Linked DNA regions of Sus scrofa: regions 1 and 3 are each linked to region 2. A link is a contact called in public Hi-C and HiChIP or PLAC-seq data. All regions are on one chromosome and are shown on one strand. The core of a region is the stretch at or near the end of the contact, and the rest is flanking DNA. Distances in the headings are between cores, read along the strand shown.

The links. Hi-C and Micro-C count contacts between places; a contact is called where the count stands out from the background. HiChIP or PLAC-seq counts read pairs in DNA pulled down with a chosen protein or histone mark.
Region 1: a Hi-C map of psoas muscle shows a contact between it and region 2, with 4 times the contacts expected there. The contact joins the promoter of IRF2 here to the promoter of CDKN2AIP in region 2. A contact is called at or near these places in 2 of 47 Hi-C or Micro-C datasets (epiblast stem cells and psoas muscle) and 1 of 2 datasets of contacts at active chromatin or transcription factors (alveolar macrophages).
Region 3: an H3K27ac HiChIP or PLAC-seq map of alveolar macrophages shows a contact between it and region 2. The contact joins the promoter of PRIMPOL here to the promoter of CDKN2AIP in region 2. A contact is called at or near these places in 2 of 2 datasets of contacts at active chromatin or transcription factors (alveolar macrophages and skeletal muscle).

What each region holds. Positions count from the first base shown.
Region 1 is chr15:45,691,956-45,694,655 of Sscrofa11.1, reverse strand. It overlaps IRF2 (interferon regulatory factor 2), which reads left to right and starts at 1,415. Exons shown (of 12, transcript XM_021075622.1): 1 at 1,415-1,508.
Region 2 is chr15:44,884,117-44,886,945 of Sscrofa11.1, reverse strand. It overlaps CDKN2AIP (CDKN2A-interacting protein), which reads right to left and starts at 1,343. Exons shown (of 3, transcript XM_021074832.1): 1 at 1-1,343. The coding sequence starts at 150.
Region 3 is chr15:45,762,910-45,765,609 of Sscrofa11.1, reverse strand. It overlaps PRIMPOL (DNA-directed primase/polymerase protein), which reads right to left and starts at 1,349. Exons shown (of 15, transcript XM_021076332.1): 1 at 1,219-1,349; 2 at 288-347.

The DNA.
Region 1 (2,700 bases), core at 166-2,665, 810 kb before region 2:
AAATATACTGAAAACTCTTCAGGAGTTCCCCTGGTGGTTAACGAACTGGACTAGCATCCATGAGGACATGGGTTTGATCCCTGGCCCCTCTCATTGGGTTAAAGATCCTGTGTTGCTGTGAGCTGTGACACAGGTCGCAGACCCGGCTCAGATCCCCAGCTGCTGTGGCAGTGGTGTAGGCCATGGGCTACAGCTCTGATTCGACCCCTAGCCTGGGAACCTCCATATGCGGGGATGCGGCCTCAAGAAGACAAAAGACAAAAAAATACATACATACATAAATAAAATAAAATAAAATAAAAACCCTTCAGAGTGTGTGTGTATTTCCACACAGCAGAGAAAGGACTAAATAAGGGACATCTCTCTATTGTTTTTTTCTTAGTAATTTTTTTTTTTTTTTTAGAAAGAAGGAAAGAAAGAGGGAGCATAGGAGAAAAGAAGGGAAGGAATAGAGGGAGGGAGGGAGGAAGTAAATAAGACAAAGCTTTGTGGTAGATTCCAGGGCCTTTAAAAATTACTCTATATGGAGTTCCCGTCGTGGCGCAGTGGTTAACGAATCTCACCAAGAACCATGAGGTTGCAGGTTTAATCCCTGGCCTTGCTCAGTGGGTTAATGATCCAGCGCTGCCCTGAGCTGTGGTGTAGGTCGCAGGCGTGGCTTGGATCCCGCGTTGCTGTGGCTGTGGTGTAGGCCGGCGGTTACAGCTCCAATTAGACCCCTAGCCTGGGAACCTCCATATGCTGCGGGAGTGGCCCTAGAAAAGACAAAAAAAAAATTACTCTATATATTTTACTTCATATTTGCAGTATTTTATACCAAAAAGGAATACTTAGCCCTTGTAGACAATTCAGAAAATACATAAAAGTGTAAAAAAAAAAAAAAATCCCTTATTAAAAAAAAAATGAACCTTAATATTTTGCTGCATATTCTTTCAGACTGTGCCATACTTTCATTGGCCTGCATGTCATATATGTAATTTTTTTCGGTATCCTTCTCCAAAATGTTCTTCTGATTCATGAGGTAAATAACACTGAAGTCCGTTCTTTCTCTGAGTCTTTGAGACGGCTTCTCTCCTTAATTCTACAGTGTTCCCGCACAGTCCACAGTCCAGTTTGCAGATCTTACGGCTTGTGCTTCGCTCCACTCAGTCCACTTGAGGGCTATCTCAATCCATCTCAGATCTACTGTCGAACGTCAGACGACAGGCACATTTCCCAAACCAAGTCTCCCAGACCTACAGGCCCTCAGTGAGGGCACCCCTGCTGTCTGAAATGAGAACTCGCGAAATTGCATCTGTCTGACCTTTGGACACCCTTACGCTAGGTTAACGCAGGAGAAACTACCATTCCCGTCGGGCTCTGCTCTTGGGCGGCCACCTCTGCGCCTGCGCATTCTGAGCGTGGACCACAACTCCCAGGATGCTTCGTGCTGCCGCATTCACGGCTCTACTTCCTGCCGGGGCGTTTCCGGAATAACAGTGGCTCTGCGAGTCCAAGAAAAGTTAAAGGTGGGAGGGGTTTGTTGGCTGCTTGGGAAGCGGTTTGGAGTCACTTATTTTTTTCTTTTTCTGTCACAAAAAAGCAGCAAGTCTGCTGCAGAGATTTCTGGTGTGCAGCTGCCTCGATTTCTGGAGTGCACGGGCTTGGCTTTTCTGACCGGGAAGAGGGGTCTTTCATGCAGGCCTTACACAGGTGGTCGCGGCTTGCGCTTGTCTGGTTGCAGTAAGCTCGTCTTGGGAGGTGTCCCCCATCCCTCCCTGCGCGTAAAAGAGGCTGACAGTTCTGGATTTTGTTGGAGTAGCGGATTTTTTTTTTTTTCTCTTTATATCTTCGCAGGCATTTCTCGGGGAGTTGGAATATTGTTTTAGGAGTCTGCAAGGCAGATGTTTTAACCTGGAAATCCGGGCGCGCTTCTTGCAAGCTAGTTAGCGTTTTGCACTTGGTTTCAATTGGGCCTGGGATCTCTATTTTTATGATCTTTCAGCTCATAATTGTTAATGTGCGCTGAAGACAACCTTGGACGAATACCTGTATTTAAGGGCAAATAAAACGCACTGCTTGACTGACACCCTTAATATATGTAATTATAAATGTAGTATGACACACTTAAATAAATGTAATACATGGGAAACCGCAGTCCCTCCCCCCCCTCCCCCAGTGAAAGTAGAAACTTACCAGTACAGGAGTGAGGGACTGTCAGAGGGAAATGGCAAGTTGAGGAGTGAATGAAGGTGGGAGGTGAACAATTACAGTTGACCACAAGTCGCTTGTTCAAGAAATGTGTTCTTGTTGAGAAGAAAGATGGATGGTTGGTTGAGACCCAGCTTTGCTATTTATTAACTCTGTAATTTCATACAGGTTAGTTTACCTCTGAATCCCTGTTTTCTCATCTGTGAAATAACCTTTCCTCCCCACATGACAGTTTTTGTGAAGACAATTAAAATTATTATTTTAAACTATATTCATTGTTGTGAATATAGTTCTTAAACTCCATAACACTCCAAAGTATATTAGTAATGGTGGTAATTTGGCAAATGTAATGAAAGGCCAGGGGAACTAGGAATGTCAGTTAAAAGAAAAGTTGAAATTAGTGACCATGGGGTCAAGGCTGAAGAGTAAGGCCAGTGAATCTGGGAAGAGTCTGAAAATCTGGAGGAGACATACGGGTCAGTTTGCAGTATCTCTATCTTGTCGCTAAGA
Region 2 (2,829 bases), core at 94-2,593:
GCCGGCGGGGGCCAGGTCCCCGGCGTTGCGGAGCAGGAACTCCCGGCGGTGGCGCCAGTGTTTGTCGGTCTCGCCGTCGCAACGCAGCGCCTCCACCCAGGCGGCTACCCGCGGGTTCTGGCTCAGGTACTCCGACACCTCCTGCGCCATGTTGGGCCTGAGGGTCGCGGAGGCCAGGAGCGGATGCTGCACCGAGAAGGTGGCGGGGAGCGCGGGCGAGCGGCCCTGTCACTGAGGCCTGCACCGGCGGCTATCCAGAGAACGCCCCTCGGAAGGCCCAAACACCAAACAACAGAGCCGAGAGCAGCTGAACCGCCCACTTCCGCCCGCCGCCGGCTCCTTCCCTTTTATAACCTCGCCGCCGCCGAGCGCCCAAGCGTCCTTCCGGCGTGATCCGGCTCTCCCAGGACGCTTTGCGGCGCGCGAGCAGCCGCGGCGCTGCAGCCCCGGCCGCAGGGGAGGGGAGGGGAGTGGAGGCGGGGCGAGGGGAGGTGGGCGTGCGCCTCCCGCCCCGCTAGGGCGCGCGGCCAGTGGAGTCGCCCGGGACCCCCTCGGTCTGGACTCCAAGACTCCTCGTTTCCGGTCGGCTTTGTGACGCCGCGCCCTCTGGCCGCCTCCCTCCCGCGCCGGGAGGGCCGAGTTATCGCGTGCGGGGCGCGTCCTCCCGGACTTTAGCCGCCGCCCGGACGCGAGGTCTGGGCGTCTCGGCAGTAAGACGCCGATTTTGAGCGGGCCAGAGTAAACAAAACTCGCTCCAAATTTCCATTATGCAGAAAACGGCTTCCAGCTCTGTAGACAAGTGTAGACAAGCGAGGCCTTCCGAGGCAGTCCGGGTCGCGGGGCATTCAGGAATGTGCGGGCGCATATTAACTTAAATTGTACTAATAATAAAGGTAATAAGGTAATATTTAATCCTGTTCGGGGTTGCCTTGTGGAGCCCAGTCTTTGAAAACTAGTCCTGGCCCTACAGACTTGGGTTTGGTTTACGCAGTTCAGCACGGGCAGTACGTCTTCCCCTCTGGTGGGTTTTAGTCAGTAACTTAAACGCTGCGCCAAGGACCTGCAGTCTCTGTCGTGTCTCCTTAGATTAACAAACAGTAGCCCCGCTGGTCGATGGTCAGGAGGCGACTTGGGAAAGTGCGTTTGTCTCTTCGCCTCAAATCTTCCCCTCTTAAAGCTTTCTTTTTTCTTTTTTTTTTTTTTTTGCATTTTTTAAATATTTGAGTGTCCACACTTAAATCATTACTGCCGGCTTGCCTGTTGTTTCCAATATTATTTCCAATAATATTAGGCATTTGGGTATTTTATGGTTAATAAAATTTAATAAAAAGATAAGTGATAACATAATGATAAATTACGAAATAATAAAATTTGCTTTCACTAAATATTTGTTGATTTTGAATTTAAAATAATTAGAATAGGAGTTACCGTCATGGCTCAGTGGTTAACGAATCCGACTGGGAACCATGAGGTTGCGGGTTCCCTCCCTGGTCTCCCTGAGTGGGTTAAGTTTTCGGAGTTGTCATGAACTGGTGTAGGTCGCAGACACGGCTCAGATCTGGCGTGGCTGTGGCTGGCAGCCGTAGCTCTGATTAGACCTCTAGCTTGGGAATTTACATATGCCCTGGGTGCCGCCCTAAAAAGACAAAAACAAAAACCAACCAAACAAACAAAAAACAATAATCAAACAAGCAAAAAGAAAGAAAAAGCCATGTAATTTATATGCATACTGGAATAAGCAAAATTCAGCTAGTAAATGAAATCAATAGTGCCCACTTTTCCTGCCATGCCAAATGAAATGACATAAAAGGCATAGGCACAGAGAACTGTTGAAGCTTGGGATTTTGCTTCTAGTTTTGCTCTTCTTTCCTATTTCCCTAAAGCTTTAGAGGGGTGAAAATATGTGGGAATCTGGCAATTTAAAAGACTAGAGAAATTTCATGGTGTTTTCCTTTCATGTATTCTTTGGCATGGGGGAAAGAGCAAGTAAAAGAATCTGTGCTTACATACCTGGATGATATTTGCACATTTTAAACCAAGAATTTTCTCACTTTTTTCTTTTCGTCTTGTAGCCTTCCACCCAGGGGCTTCATTGCCTTGCAGGGAGAGCAAATAGAGCCTGGATTTCAAAATCCATTGTTAAAGTTATAATAAAAGCAATATGGTCAGAAAGCTGGAGTTATTTCTCGTTTGCAAAAGCCAGGTACTTGACAAAAAGATACATGTTTTGGTTTTTTTGTTTGTTTTTGTTTTTCCTTAAAAGTTTGAATTTGCACATGAAGATTCAAGGCATAGACCATGGACCACAAAGTTAAGAAGAGTACTATATATTGGACTAAAAAATTTTTTTAAGCCCTCTCACCATACAAAGACTTAATGAACTGGAGGGAGTAAGGATTCAGAGAAAAAGAAGGGAACTTTCGAAAATCAATGTGGGGCGGTGTGGCTTCGATTAGGAGTAGGGAAGTGTTGACTCTCTCTGGACCATTAGAAGTAGACAGCCCATTAGTGCCCTGAGCCAGCTTGGGTTGCCTTTAGAGGAGAAATGAGAGAAGTGCAAATCAAAACTACAATCAGGTATCAGCTCACACTGGTCAGAATGGCCATTATCCAAAAATCTACAAATAGTAATGCTGGCGAGGGTATGGAGAAAAAGGAACCCTGCCACGCTGTTGGTGGGAATGTAAGCTGGTGCAGTCACTATGGATAACAGTATGGAGATTCCTTAAAAAACAAAAATGAAGTAGTTCCCTTGTGGCATAGCAGGTTAAGGATTTGGTGCTGTCACTGCTATGGCTTGGGTTGAGGCTATGGTGTGGGTTCAGACCC
Region 3 (2,700 bases), core at 100-2,599, 880 kb before region 2:
CCCATCCAAAGAGCCTAACTCGGCCAGATTAAACACGCTTAAGACTATTTTCTTAACATTTCCTCAAGGACATGCCTTAATGATGCAGAGCATCACATAATTAATGCACAGTAGAGTTTACCTCAGCAAGTCCAAAATCTCCAGGATCTGGCCGTAAACCAGCTACCTATTTGATTTCTTGTTGTTCAGCCTTCTCACCAAATGAATAATGACCATTGCCTGCACCTGGCTCACTCCAAGAGCCCTAAAGTATGGTTTCCCTCCCTCATCTGCAACACCCCACTCACCTTTGCCAAAGTCTTCCCCTTCGAGGCTCAGTTCAAGTTCTGCCACCTCTGACACCTCTGCTAAAAAGAAATCATCAGACTAAGTCAGAAGACATTGCCTTCAGCCAACTGTTTTGCTATAATTAAAGTTTCTCTTAAGTGTAATTTACATAACAACAGAAAACTGCTGCTGCTGCTGCAACAGAAGTTTCATTTTAGTAAGAAAGGGGTCTGGGCTTCACTATTACATAACAGCACTAGCTAAAAAAAATGGTACAGTACTGCCTTCCTTATGAATAACTGCATGCTAATCACTGTTGAGATTGGGAATGTGTCCTACTCTTCCTATTTTACTGCAGCAGAAAAAGGTCAAACACGGTCCTCTCTCAATATGGGAGGGATAAAGGCCTAGGTTTCATTCTTGGGAGGTGAGTTTTAACTCGTGTAACTGAATTAGAGCAAACTAATTAGCCTTTTAAAGCCCAGGTGGGAATTGTAATTCCTACCTCCAGGGCTTGTTGAAAGAGTAAGAAAAGGTAAGAGCACAGATGAGCACTCCACGAACACAAGCCGTACACAGAACGAAGTGTATTTGTGCACAAAACATCGCCCCTGATTGATATCCAAATGAACAAAGTGTGGGGAGTGGACTAGTCCTTCACCGGGGCCCGGACTCGTCAGGATGTCATGAACCCCTTGAAATTGGCGAAGAATAGCCTGCTCAATTGCATTGGTATATCCTTGTGCGAAAATGATACCGGGTCTGAAAAGAGTTCGTGACCCCAAATAGGCTGGGGGTTCAAACGGAGGGCGATTAGAGCTCTTGATTTAGGTACAGGGATGGGGGTGACCTAAGGCTGCGGCCGGCTTCCCTTCCTCCAGGAGCGCCCGCCCGGGGCTCCCTTCTCTTTGCCTCTGGGGTCCTGTGCGGCCTTCAGGGCCCCTCCGTTACCTCCAGAAACCTACGCTGGGGCGGAAACCCGCGGGTCCTCAGCGGCTGGCGGAACCTGCGACCAGCGGACTGTGGCGGGACCGAATCTTCAAACCTGGAGCGGGGGCGGGACCGAGGCGGGGAGCAGGGAGCGCGACGGGACGGTGTTCTTGGGCGGGGCGGGGACTTGTCAGCAGCGTTCTCGGCGGCCGGGAAAGGCGGGCGCGGACAGCTGAGAAGGCAGGAGTTCGCCAGACGGTGAAGGGTTAGTGTTCCCCGCCGAGCAACGTTCTCTCGCCGGAAGAGCCTGCGAAGGGGCGGTATTCTCGTGTGGGGCGTGGCCTTGAGAGGGCGGTGCTCTCGTGCGGGGCGGGGCCTGTGAGAGGACGAAATTCTCCGACCTGGCAAGGACTTTAAGGGAGCTGCATTCCTGGAGGCGGGGAAAGGCTAACGCGGAGAGCCGGGAATCCGGGAGCTGTTTTCCGAAGGGACGATGTTCTCCGGGGGAGCGGGTTCTCGGGGGTTGAGGGGGTGGGAGGCGGGGCGAGCTGGGGCCTGACTAACGTGTCGGCTTTGAGTGGAGCTTGCGGAGCGGAGGGGCGGAGCCATTGGAGGCGGGGTCTGCTGCGGAGCTCAACTCCAAGTTTTGCGGCGGCGGAAGCAGAGTTGGCGGGGAGAGAGAAGGTGACTGTGGTGTGCGTGCTGGACGGTGAGTGATGCCTTCCAAGATTCTTTCCTCTGTGCGGTGGCCCTGGGCCGGATCCCTCCACCCCTCCAAACCTAACGCCCGCCCCGGGGACCTGCGCGAGCCTGCAGCTTCTCCAGGGAGACGGGCAGGGTTCGGGCGGTAGGTCCTTTGTTTTGCCACGACGACGGGGGCGGGGACGAGCTGAATCCCGCAGATCCAGAGACCCAGCCCGGAGATGGGAGCCCAGGCCGGGGAGCGGAGACCCGGCTGCGAATGCCGAGCTTTGGGGATGGGAGGCTGGACTGAAGATAGGCTGGGCCGCACGGGTGGCGGGAGACCACACCGGGATGTGGAACCGGCAACGGGAGGCTGGGGAGCGGAGACCCAGTCGGAGTCAACGAGCCCAGGGGATTGGTGGATGAACGAAGATCCAGAAGCCTGGTGGAAAAAGAGGAAGTCGGTAGAACTGGGTCAGCACGCCGAAGCTTGATAGCGGGAGGCTTGACCCGGTCGCTGAATCCGGGGAGAAGTGCGGGAGGCCAGGCGGGGGCGCTGAGGCCGGGTGGTAGGAACTCGGACCCGGGTTGCGGGAGGCAGCGGGGATCTGAGACTGAAATTTGAATCGGAAAGAAGTTGAAGAGGATGGGCTCGGAGAAAAGATGACCTGAGGGCAGGAGGCGAGCTGGTCAAGCTCTGGCCCTTGGGGCTGATCCTCCCATTACTGGGTGAGGGTTTGGTCTCTCTTGCCTTCGTCTCAGGCCTAGATTTTCTCGGGTTGACTTTTGACTCCGCGCTCTGAAGAGGTAATTTCAAGT